Regions from separate parts of the Sus scrofa genome. Here all the other regions are linked to region 1. Evidence: chromatin contacts called from public HiChIP or PLAC-seq data. All regions are on one chromosome and are shown on one strand. Each heading gives the region's core, a stretch centred on a gene start, on an enhancer-like site or on the middle of the called end of the contact. The rest is flanking DNA. Distances are from core to core; before and after follow the strand shown.

Region 1 (3,109 bases), core at 211-2,710:
GTTGAGAGGGGCAGAAATCAACCACTTTATCAGTCCCCAATCCAATTCCCCATGCTGTTATGGCTGTGGGGCTGCTGCCTCCACTTCCAGTGTCTCCAGGGTCTCCTTGGAGGAGTTAGCCCGAGAAGGGCCCAGTCTGACTTGGATGTGAATAGTCTCTTGCCAGTACATTGTGGAGCGCAGGCCTCGTCCACAAGTCTCTGGCCCCAGAGCCTCTGGGAGGCCTGAGGAAGCTGTGATGTGCCCCTGTCCTAGGGGAGAGAACAGGCCAGAGGTCCTCCTGGGGTCTGGGTCCCTAGTCAGTCCCCTAGCACATCCTGGTGCTTTCACCTTCCCGGATCCTTTCAACTCTACTTCTTTCCACCCTACACTACCTGTCCCCAGGCAGATGACCACCACGACTGCCCCATGGGCACTTGTTTCTAAGACAGACCCCTCTTGCTTCTCTCCCCAGGTAGCCAGATGGATTCATGCGCCTACTAATTCATTCAGTACATATTTACTGAGGCCTATGAAATATCAGGAACTATGCCAGGCTCTGCAAAGAATCCAGCACTTGAGGTGCTTCCATTCTTACATTTTAGTGCATTAGTCTGGCTGTGTCCTATACGGGTTGCCTACTGGCTCAGTGTGAGCTCCAAGCTCACTGCGACCCTGCTCTGCCATTCTGGCTCCACAACCCTGAGAGTCCTCCAGCCTCACTGTGCATAGCCCTCTGTCTCCCCCACAGCAGCCCTGGGCCCTAGGAACAAGAACCAGCTGCAGCTCTCCTGCCATCTCCAAGGTTCCTGTGCCTGGAATGCACCTCGGATATTTTTCTACCAGTAGCAAAGACTAGTGTCCAGCGGGAAGTTGATATGTACTCTCCTGGGACCGTCTCCTCAACAATGATCCCGAGGCTTGCCTAGCCACCCTCTGGGCCTTAGGGGTACATGATCATCTGTTAGGAGACTGTGAGGTCTCTGCTCTGAAGTAAGCTCCATCTTCCAGGTCTGGGGAGGACCACTCACTACATAGGTGCTGGTAGTGGCTGTGTTCCAGGGTTTAATGAAAGTGAGCCTCTTCTCACTCTGATTAATAGAAATACTCACAGGTTTTATGGAACTCAGGATGGAAAAGCAGCATGATTTTCCCAAAGTTTAGAAAATGCTCCATGGGGCAAAGATCAGCACCAGGCTACAAGGTACTCTACACAACTAGAGATGCTGTTATCATGATCCTTATCAACAACGGCATGTGAGAGGTGAGCCAAGAGGATGACCTTGGGTCACCCAGGAGCCAGGGGAGCTGAGAAGCCAAGGTCAGCAAAGCTGCCTGCTCCTTCTCCCACTAAATGGATTTGGAAACCATGTCAAAGGAAGCAGGAGAAGGGAGGGAAGCCCAGTTCTCTGGCAATGTGTCATACTTCCTCTTGCCCAGAGCCTGGGGCAGCCCCGAGTTGTCCTGGTGGAGGCCCTGGCTCCTGCCCAGGCCTCTTGTGCAAACAGGGCTGGAAAAGGGTGGGGTCATTTCATGTGCTGAGAGTGGAGGCCAGGGAAACAACAACGATTGCTCCAGCTCCAGCTTGGAGTCAGAAACTATGTAGCTCACAGTCTCCCTGGTCCTTCCACACCCAGGAAGGTCTCCCTGACTGACCCCCACAACATTTAGGCCCTTTATCCCACTGAGGTCTCTCTAGGGAAGTTGCTATAGGCCCTCCCAGATTTTCAGCTAAAACAGAAACTTTAGCCCTCCCTAAGGCCAGAGAAACAGCTGGCCTAGATTCACAGAACGCCTCTGACTCGGTTAGACCCAACACCTCCTCTCACAGGTCCAATCCCTGGAAATGCACATCAACCAGTTTTGGAACCCAGGTAGAAATCAGAGGAAGCTACAAGAGCCTTAGGCCATGTCCTCAGGCACAGTCACACCAAAAGCTCCTGTGCTTTTGACACTCAGGGACAGAGAGACACAGTCTTGGGCTCCAGACCAAAGAAAATCACCAGGCATAGCTGTGGGCCTGGGTCCCCTAATTATCATGAGCCCCATGGTGAAGGAGCTCTTTCCTTAGTGTTAGCCAGCCATAATGTCCAGGAGTCCCAGGCAGACAGACAGATAGAAGAGGCCCATTACAGTGACAGACAGGGGAACAGGCTGGGGTGCCAACAGTAAGAAATGGACAGACATTGACAGAATCACTGGCACTGACAGACTCAGCCAAAGCATGGAAGGGACAGATGGAGAGACCAGCGGGGGATGGTGGTAATGACAGACTGACAGACACAGAGGTAGATAAAAAGACAGCTAAGTCCTTGGCAGGGATGGGCAAAGACATAGCTACTGCTGTTGGAGGCAGCAGTTCTGTCCTGAGCTCAGCCCTAGAGGCTCTTGGAATTTCTCCCCCTTAGCACTGCAACCAGAGACTTTGAGGGACTCTTTCCAGAGCCACAACTCCCCAGGTCTCACGATCCTCAGGAAGGGAGCAGACTGGGCCCTCAATGTCCCTGGAGCCAAACTCAAGAATCAACTCATACCCCCATCACCATCTCCCATTCCCAATCTTGTGGGGCAGGAATGGCTCCCCCATCTCCCTCCTGGGGCCAGTGGATCTGCTGGTTCTGGGAAACGTCTTCTTGGGGATCACTGTGAGTCCAAACTCTGTGGGCATAGTGGATAGTGCCAGGTAGAGGCTGTCGTCCACTGCTTTCATGGTTATCAGAGGATGCTTAGTTCCAATTAGCCAACTTCTTTCTTCATTTCCATGACCTGAGGGCCTAAAAGGTCCTGGCCAAAGGGAGAGACTCCATGCCAGACAGGGATAGGAGGATTAGCCCCAGTAATAAGTAGAGATTGAGGCTGCCTTGGGCACACTGACCTCTGTGCCCAGAGAATTCAAGAACCCTGGGAAGGGGTAAGGCTTTCTTACCTTGAAGGAACTATTGTGTTGAAACCATGACTAGACTGCCTGCCTCAGGTTAGGTCTCTGGGATGAAGACTCTGAGAAAGAGACTGGCCTGTAAGTTTTCCTGTGGAAGGGAAGGAAGCAGAATTGAACACAGGGAGTAGCTGGATTCAATGCAGTCACAAGTCTCAGCTCACCCAAAAGAGAGTTCTAGAGCTGGGATGATCT
Region 2 (3,109 bases), core at 282-2,781, 150 kb after region 1:
CGCTGCACTGACAGGTTGGCAATAAAACCTTCCAAAGGAGAGAGAGAACAAAAGATGACCCTTCCCTGATCCATGGGCAGAGTTTACCTGGGACCAGACAGGGGCCCACTGGAGGGTCTCTGGCTAGTGCAATGTCTCTGACTCTTCCTTCAAAGGCTGCTCCCCTTCCTCCAGGAAGCCCTCCCTGGTGCCTCCAATCCAGGAAGACCTCTCCTTTCTTACTCCCCACTGTACCAATTGCCAGTGCTGCTCATTTGGAACTAACCAGAATGGGCTCCTCATACTAACATGTGGCCATCTGAGAGTCTTGGCTACAAAGCACTCAATCAGATTGAGTGACAATAAAAGGGATAGAGGACAGTGAGGGTAACTGACAGGGATACAGGCTCAAACTCAGGGAGGACCTGATGAACACTCAGTGAAAATGAGTCACATGGAAAACCTAGATCCACGATTACTGGGCTGGCCAGGTAATCACAGACTCCCAGCCCATATTTCAGGGTGAAGAGCCCCAGGGACCGAGGCAGCCAAGTCAGAAAGCCCAGCTGGTCACTCATTACTGGCCAATGGATCTTATCATCCAGACAGCTGATGACGACCGGAAGTGTCCTGGAAGTGTCTGGAACTGTCTCCACCCCCAGACTAGGGACTAGAGGACCATCTGACCAGGCCGAGTATTGAGCTGGGACTGCACAAGCCTGGCATGGTCCCACACTGGACTTTACTCTGCTTTCTAGGGTCCTCCCACCACTCAGACCTGCAATGAGCTCAGGGCAGGAATGACCCAATTGCAGTGCTCAAGACCACAGCCTGGAGCCTGGGAGAGCCCCAACAAAAGCAGTATCCAAGGAAGCTGTTCTGGGACTCCAAGCACTAGCTGTAAAGCAAGACAGGCACCTCCTGCAACCTGAGGAACTCTGGGGTGGGTGGGGTGGAGAGCAGGCCCTCCCGTGCTGATTCAGGGGCTTCAGGTGTGCTCGTGAGCTGAGAAATGAAAGGGGAATTAATTCTAAGGCCATTTCTCCTCTGGCCTCTTCCCCAGAGCAGCAACATCCACAACCACCAACTCTTACGACCTCAGGCTCACTCACCCACTTCCAGCCAGGCCTGGGGACTGAGAGACTGAGACACTGCAACCCTGTCTTCCTCATGGCTGCATGGTCAGGGACTCTAAGGGTTTACAGTCCAGGGGGGGAAATGCTTCCAGAAAAAGCCACAATGCCAGCATGTCTCCCTGCCTCCTCCCTCCCCATTTCAGGGGCAGGAACTCTGAAAAGCAAGAGGTGAAAACAACCGATTGCTCTCCGGGGCGGTCCTCTCTCCCTTCGAGTAATTATAAGGTTTTCCAAAGAAACCAGATGTTGACGGAGGGGGCTGGGAAGGAAGAACAAGACTGGAGAGCAGGCGATCATCTGGACAGGCTTCTTCTCCCACACTGCAGGCAGAACAGCCAGTTCTGAGCCATGGGCTCAGGCTGGAAGACAGGGCTCTGGCAAAGGCAGCCAAGGCTTCTGGAGGCAGTGAGTTCACTGGGCACAGCTCCAGCCCGGCTGAGCTCACCAATTCCTTCCCAGAGGCCACCCTGCTCCCAGCCAAGCCCAGCCCACGCTAGCCACATGGGCTAAAATGCCTCAGCCAGAGACCACTAGGCTGAAGTTAATCAGCACTTCCAACTCAGGGAGAAGAGGCAGCGAGTCCAGGGGAGCTGGGCCCAAGGCTGGAATCAGGAGGGCCCACCTCCAGGCGTGCCACACCATCTCCTGCTGACTGGAAAATAGTCGACCGTAGAAAGTCCTACCACAGTTAAAGCCCCAAGCACAGCTGAAGTTTTTTTAAAAAAAAAAAAAAAAAAAGTCATCCTCTGACCTGCAAATACTACTTTCAGGAATTTATCATAACAAAATAATCAGAAATGGGCACAAAGATATGTGTAATATTGCTGATAATTTAGAAACAATTCCATGTCCGCTGACCTTACCAGTTTTACACTACATCAGTAATGATATAATACTGTCCAGCTATTAAAATCAGGTCGCAGAAGAACATTTAAACGACATGTAGAGAAGTTGAAAAATTCATGAAAACAGAATATGCTTACATCACAAATCTACTAATAGATACATTTTATTTCAAAAAGATACGAATGATAATGAATTCAGATGAGGCCCATGCTCCCCAGCTTGCACTGGCCGACCCCTCAGGCCACTCAACTCACTTTTGTCCATTCACATGGTCCCTCGCAGCAAGTGAGTTTGCATCCCCTGGTACACAGGCATGGTCCGTTTTTTCAAATGTATATAGCAAGTGTAAAAAGACTAGAATTATAACAGCAATGATCACTAGGCAAGTGGAGTAAGATTTGTAGTTTTCTTACATGACTGCTTCAGTATTTTCCAACTTCTCTATAAAAATGTATTTCTAAAGCATAGCTAGAAAAGAGTCACCACCGAAAAAGTGGTGCAAACACTGGGAAAAGGCAAGAACTGACTATGAATATATAGTGAAATCAAGGACAGCCAACTGCCAGGTCCCCGTAGAGAAGAGAGAGCCATGGGACCGGCAGGCTCCACATTCACACAGCGCACATGTCCCTCAATGTCCCCACCCAGCACAGGCTCAGACCCCACACTCCCCAGGTGCGAGCACCTGCTCACTGTCCCCCACCTGCAGCCGAGTCCTGCAGGACGAGGTCCTCCAGCACAGGCCAGTCTGTGTTCAGCCGCTTCACCAGTTTATAGGCATTCACAGGGTGGGCCAGGTAGCCCTCAGGGTCAGCAGCCGACTGGCTGGTCAGGGCTTCCATTTTGCTGGCCCAGCTGTGGAACCAGAGAAAAAGGAAAATTAATACACCTACTCACATGGTTCTTGACCTGGGAAAATTTCCCTGTTGAGATTTAAGGAATCTCTACCTAGAAAGAAAAAAGCAGTGAGTCCTCAGCCCAGGTACTTGGCCACTCTGGGGACCAGCAGGAAGTAACCTCCAGGCCAGCCCCACACTGCCCCCTCAAGGGCTTCCTCTTACAGGCACCCTGGATGGGTCCCTGGGGGGAGGGGGCAGGAGGACTGGCTCAGGGTGGGAACGGGGACATAGGACATCGGACACCTCTTA
Region 3 (3,109 bases), core at 348-2,847, 140 kb after region 1:
ATTCCAGAGAAATGTGCTTATGTGCACCAGGAATCATGTCTAAAAATACAACAGCAGCATGATTCATAATACACAAAGACTGAAACCAACTCACACATCTATCAATGGTATTAGCTGTATTATGGTTCTGTCCTTCAAGACACATTAATAAAACTGAACTACACAAATTAATACAAGCTACAGCTCCACCACAACATGGGTGAATCCTAAAAACAACTCTCAAATATGAAAGAAGCCAAACACATACACCCCAAAAAATACTGATTCCACTGCAAAAAGTTCAAAACCAGGGAAAAGAAAAAAACTACTATTTTTATAGGGATGTACACATAGATGGTAAAACTACAAAGAAAAGCAAAGGCATGACTACCCCAAATCACTAGACAATGGTTACCCCTGAGGTACTGGGGGCAGGTCAGAGATGTGATCACGCAGGGACTCACAGGGGGCTCCTGAGGTGGAAATTTGAAGATGATCTCTTCTCTAACCCAGGTGGTGCTGACACGGGGGCTGCTGTGCACTCTCATATTCTTTAAACTGTACATCTACGTATCACAAACAATTCTATGTATCTCAAAAATCTTAAAAAAGAAATTTCAATTTGTAACAGCATCACAATCATGGACATACATGATCTCTATGTTCTCTGAGAGGCAAGGAGAGACAACCTGCCTCACTTTCCAGAAAGGACACTGAAGCCTGGAGGCAAAAGAGTGCTGAAAATGGATCTAGAACCTAAGAGCAGGGTATTGCCACCAAAGTATTCATTACCCAGATTCTGCATGCACAGAGAAGATGCGTAGGAAATGATGAACTTGATAAAAAGCTCCCCATCTCAAAAAATACTTCAAATAAGGCTCCTTAAGGCTTCTGGCAGGGACAATTTATTTTTTGGTTAAAGCCACATTAATAGAAATTCCATAAAAACAAACATGTAAACAAGGTATCAGAACTTTGGTTCATTGAAATATCTCACACCTAAAGCATCTGAGGTACAAAAGCACCTTACTGGGTGCTAGACAGCCTGACTCTGCTGCAGCCACTCCAACACTACCCTTGGACCAGAGATAGCACAGACTGACCGGAGAGACTGGACCCATGTCACTCAGAACCTTCCCCAGTCCACTCTCTGCTCCAGAAACACATTCATGCCTCCAAAGACCCGTGTGACAAGGGCTGGAGCACACAGGGAGGTCTGTCATGTTGAACTTGAAGACAATACGGGCTATGGGGCCAGGAAGGGGAAGGGCAGAAAAGGATGTCAGTCAACTTCTGTTGATCCACATGGCCTCAAGAACTCCTGTCCTCGTTCATGGAACCACTTATTGGAAACTGTGAACAGATAAAAAGTATGTTACCAATCTGTTGCTGGGTAGGCAGCCAAAACATTTTTAAAATTTTTATTGAAGTATAGTTTATTTACAATGTTATAATAATCTCTGCTGTACAACAAAGTGATTCAGTTACACATATACACACATCCATTCTCTTGAGTCTTCAGGATGACTCCTCCACTGAGCCTGGGAATCAGACATGACTAAGACTTGGTCTCAGGCCTCAAGTTGCTTATGAGCTGGTGAGGAAGAAAGATAACTGTACAAAAATCTGTCAGTGACACGCGATATATGTGTGTACATTGCCATGGAAACAGAGCCAAAGGGCACCTAAACATGCTGGAGAAGAGGAAATGCCAGGGCTGGGACAGGAAGCTGAGTAGGAGTTACCCAGGGAAGACGGACAGGGGAGACAGTTTCTATACCAACGGGGTCCAGGCAGTGGGAACAGGATGAGAAAGATATCAAGGCATGAGCCACCCTGGTGTGTGTCAAAGACCCCAACAAGCCTGATGTTATTGGGATGTGGCCTGTGGCAACTGAGAGGCAGGAGATACAGAAGCCTGTCAGGATCATGGAGGGCCTAGATGTTAACCTCAGGAGCTCTGGGCCAGCAGATCAACCTGTGCTGTGGGTAGCAGAGAAGCAGAGCTGGTGCTCGCACTGTCTATCATCTAAAGCTGTGTCTTAAATGCTCAAGAAAGACAATTTCATATAGACTCCATATAGACTCTTTCATAATGTATAAAAAATTGATTTTAATATCCTAATGAAGTCACAGTATTTTTAAATATAATTTATAGCGCTTAATTTTGAAGTAATAGATATACTCAGTTGAAAAAATCAAATCGTGCTACAAGGTGTATAATGATAAATAGCAATCACCTACCTACCCCTTCCCACCACCAACCCCACTTCCACTGAACATTCAACTCCTGTATGTTCATTTATCCTCATTTTTCTAAATAATATACTTACAATGCTATTTCTTGACTTTCAACTTAAGATCTTATATGTTGACAGTCTACCATGGAGAAGTCGGAGAGTTGGAATTCTTTATACCACTCTTAGATACATATTTCCCCTCCCATCTCTCAATACAGTTAAATCACGAGTTCCAGTTAAATTAATATTTAGTATTTCCATTATTATATCACATAAATATTATTCACACCTGAGCTACCTAATAGATTAATACAGTGGATGCCTGAACAACACATCTGAACTGCAAGAGTCCACTTAAATGCAGATTTTTTTTTAATAGTAAATACTATAGTACTATGTGATTCACAGTCGGTTGAATACACAAATGCAGAACCTCGGCTATAGAGGGACCACGTATATGGAAGGCCGAATATAAATCACATGCAGATTTTCAACTAAACAGAGGGTCAACACCCCATACCCCGGCTTTGTTCAAGAGTCAACTGTACTTATATTTCCTTTCTTGTACAACTTTTTTTCCTTTTCTCATTTTCTTTTTCATTTGCTTAATTTTCTGTGGACCTATCACTATTTATCCCCAAAACTCTCCCAGGGGGCTATACACTCTCTTTGTGACCACCCCTGTCACATCCTGGTTCGAGCCTTCCCATAGCTCACCAGGGCTGCTTCCAGAACAAGGCTCAAGTTTCAGCCTCCATGGTTCGGGCCCAGCCACATCTGGGGTTCAGTTTAAGCCTCATCTCTTGATCCCTGTGCCACAGGCCTCCCCGAATACAAGAGGCAAAGGCAGCCAGTCCTTACTCATACCTCTGACGCTGGTTTTAGCCTAG

Evidence for each region. HiChIP or PLAC-seq counts read pairs in DNA pulled down with a chosen protein or histone mark.
Region 2: an H3K27ac HiChIP or PLAC-seq map of skeletal muscle shows a contact between it and region 1. The contact joins two enhancer-like sites. A contact is called at or near these places in 10 of 47 Hi-C or Micro-C datasets (blood, embryonic fibroblasts, epiblast stem cells and 6 more) and 2 of 2 datasets of contacts at active chromatin or transcription factors (alveolar macrophages and skeletal muscle).
Region 3: an H3K27ac HiChIP or PLAC-seq map of alveolar macrophages shows a contact between it and region 1. The contact joins two enhancer-like sites. A contact is called at or near these places in 4 of 47 Hi-C or Micro-C datasets (blood, mesenteric adipose tissue and skeletal muscle) and 2 of 2 datasets of contacts at active chromatin or transcription factors (alveolar macrophages and skeletal muscle).

Annotation. Positions count from the first base shown.
Region 1 is chr2:134,365,536-134,368,644 of Sscrofa11.1, forward strand. It overlaps LOC102167059 (a long non-coding RNA gene), which reads right to left. Exons shown (of 4, transcript XR_002341899.1): 3 at 2,906-3,005. Among named protein-coding and RNA genes, the nearest start is that of CSF2, 12 kb to the left of the region's middle. Within about 2 kb of position 1,461, at least 26 of the 83 cell types and tissues checked have an H3K27ac peak or open chromatin away from gene starts, as enhancers often do. A contact at or near this core is called in alveolar macrophages, embryonic fibroblasts, omental adipose tissue and 2 more, where this site is marked.
Region 2 is chr2:134,520,325-134,523,433 of Sscrofa11.1, forward strand. It overlaps P4HA2 (prolyl 4-hydroxylase subunit alpha-2), which reads right to left. Exons shown (of 18, transcript XM_021085438.1): 6 at 3,104-3,109; 7 at 2,665-2,816; 8 at 1-28. Among named protein-coding and RNA genes, the nearest start is that of PDLIM4, 34 kb to the right of the region's middle. Within about 2 kb of position 1,532, at least 36 of the 83 cell types and tissues checked have an H3K27ac peak or open chromatin away from gene starts, as enhancers often do. A contact at or near this core is called in embryonic fibroblasts, omental adipose tissue, skeletal muscle and 1 more, where this site is marked.
Region 3 is chr2:134,501,349-134,504,457 of Sscrofa11.1, forward strand. It overlaps P4HA2 (prolyl 4-hydroxylase subunit alpha-2), which reads right to left. Exons shown (of 18, transcript XM_021085438.1): 18 at 862-1,332. The coding sequence ends at 1,262. Among named protein-coding and RNA genes, the nearest start is that of PDLIM4, 53 kb to the right of the region's middle. Within about 2 kb of position 1,598, at least 7 of the 83 cell types and tissues checked have an H3K27ac peak or open chromatin away from gene starts, as enhancers often do. A contact at or near this core is called in alveolar macrophages, where this site is marked.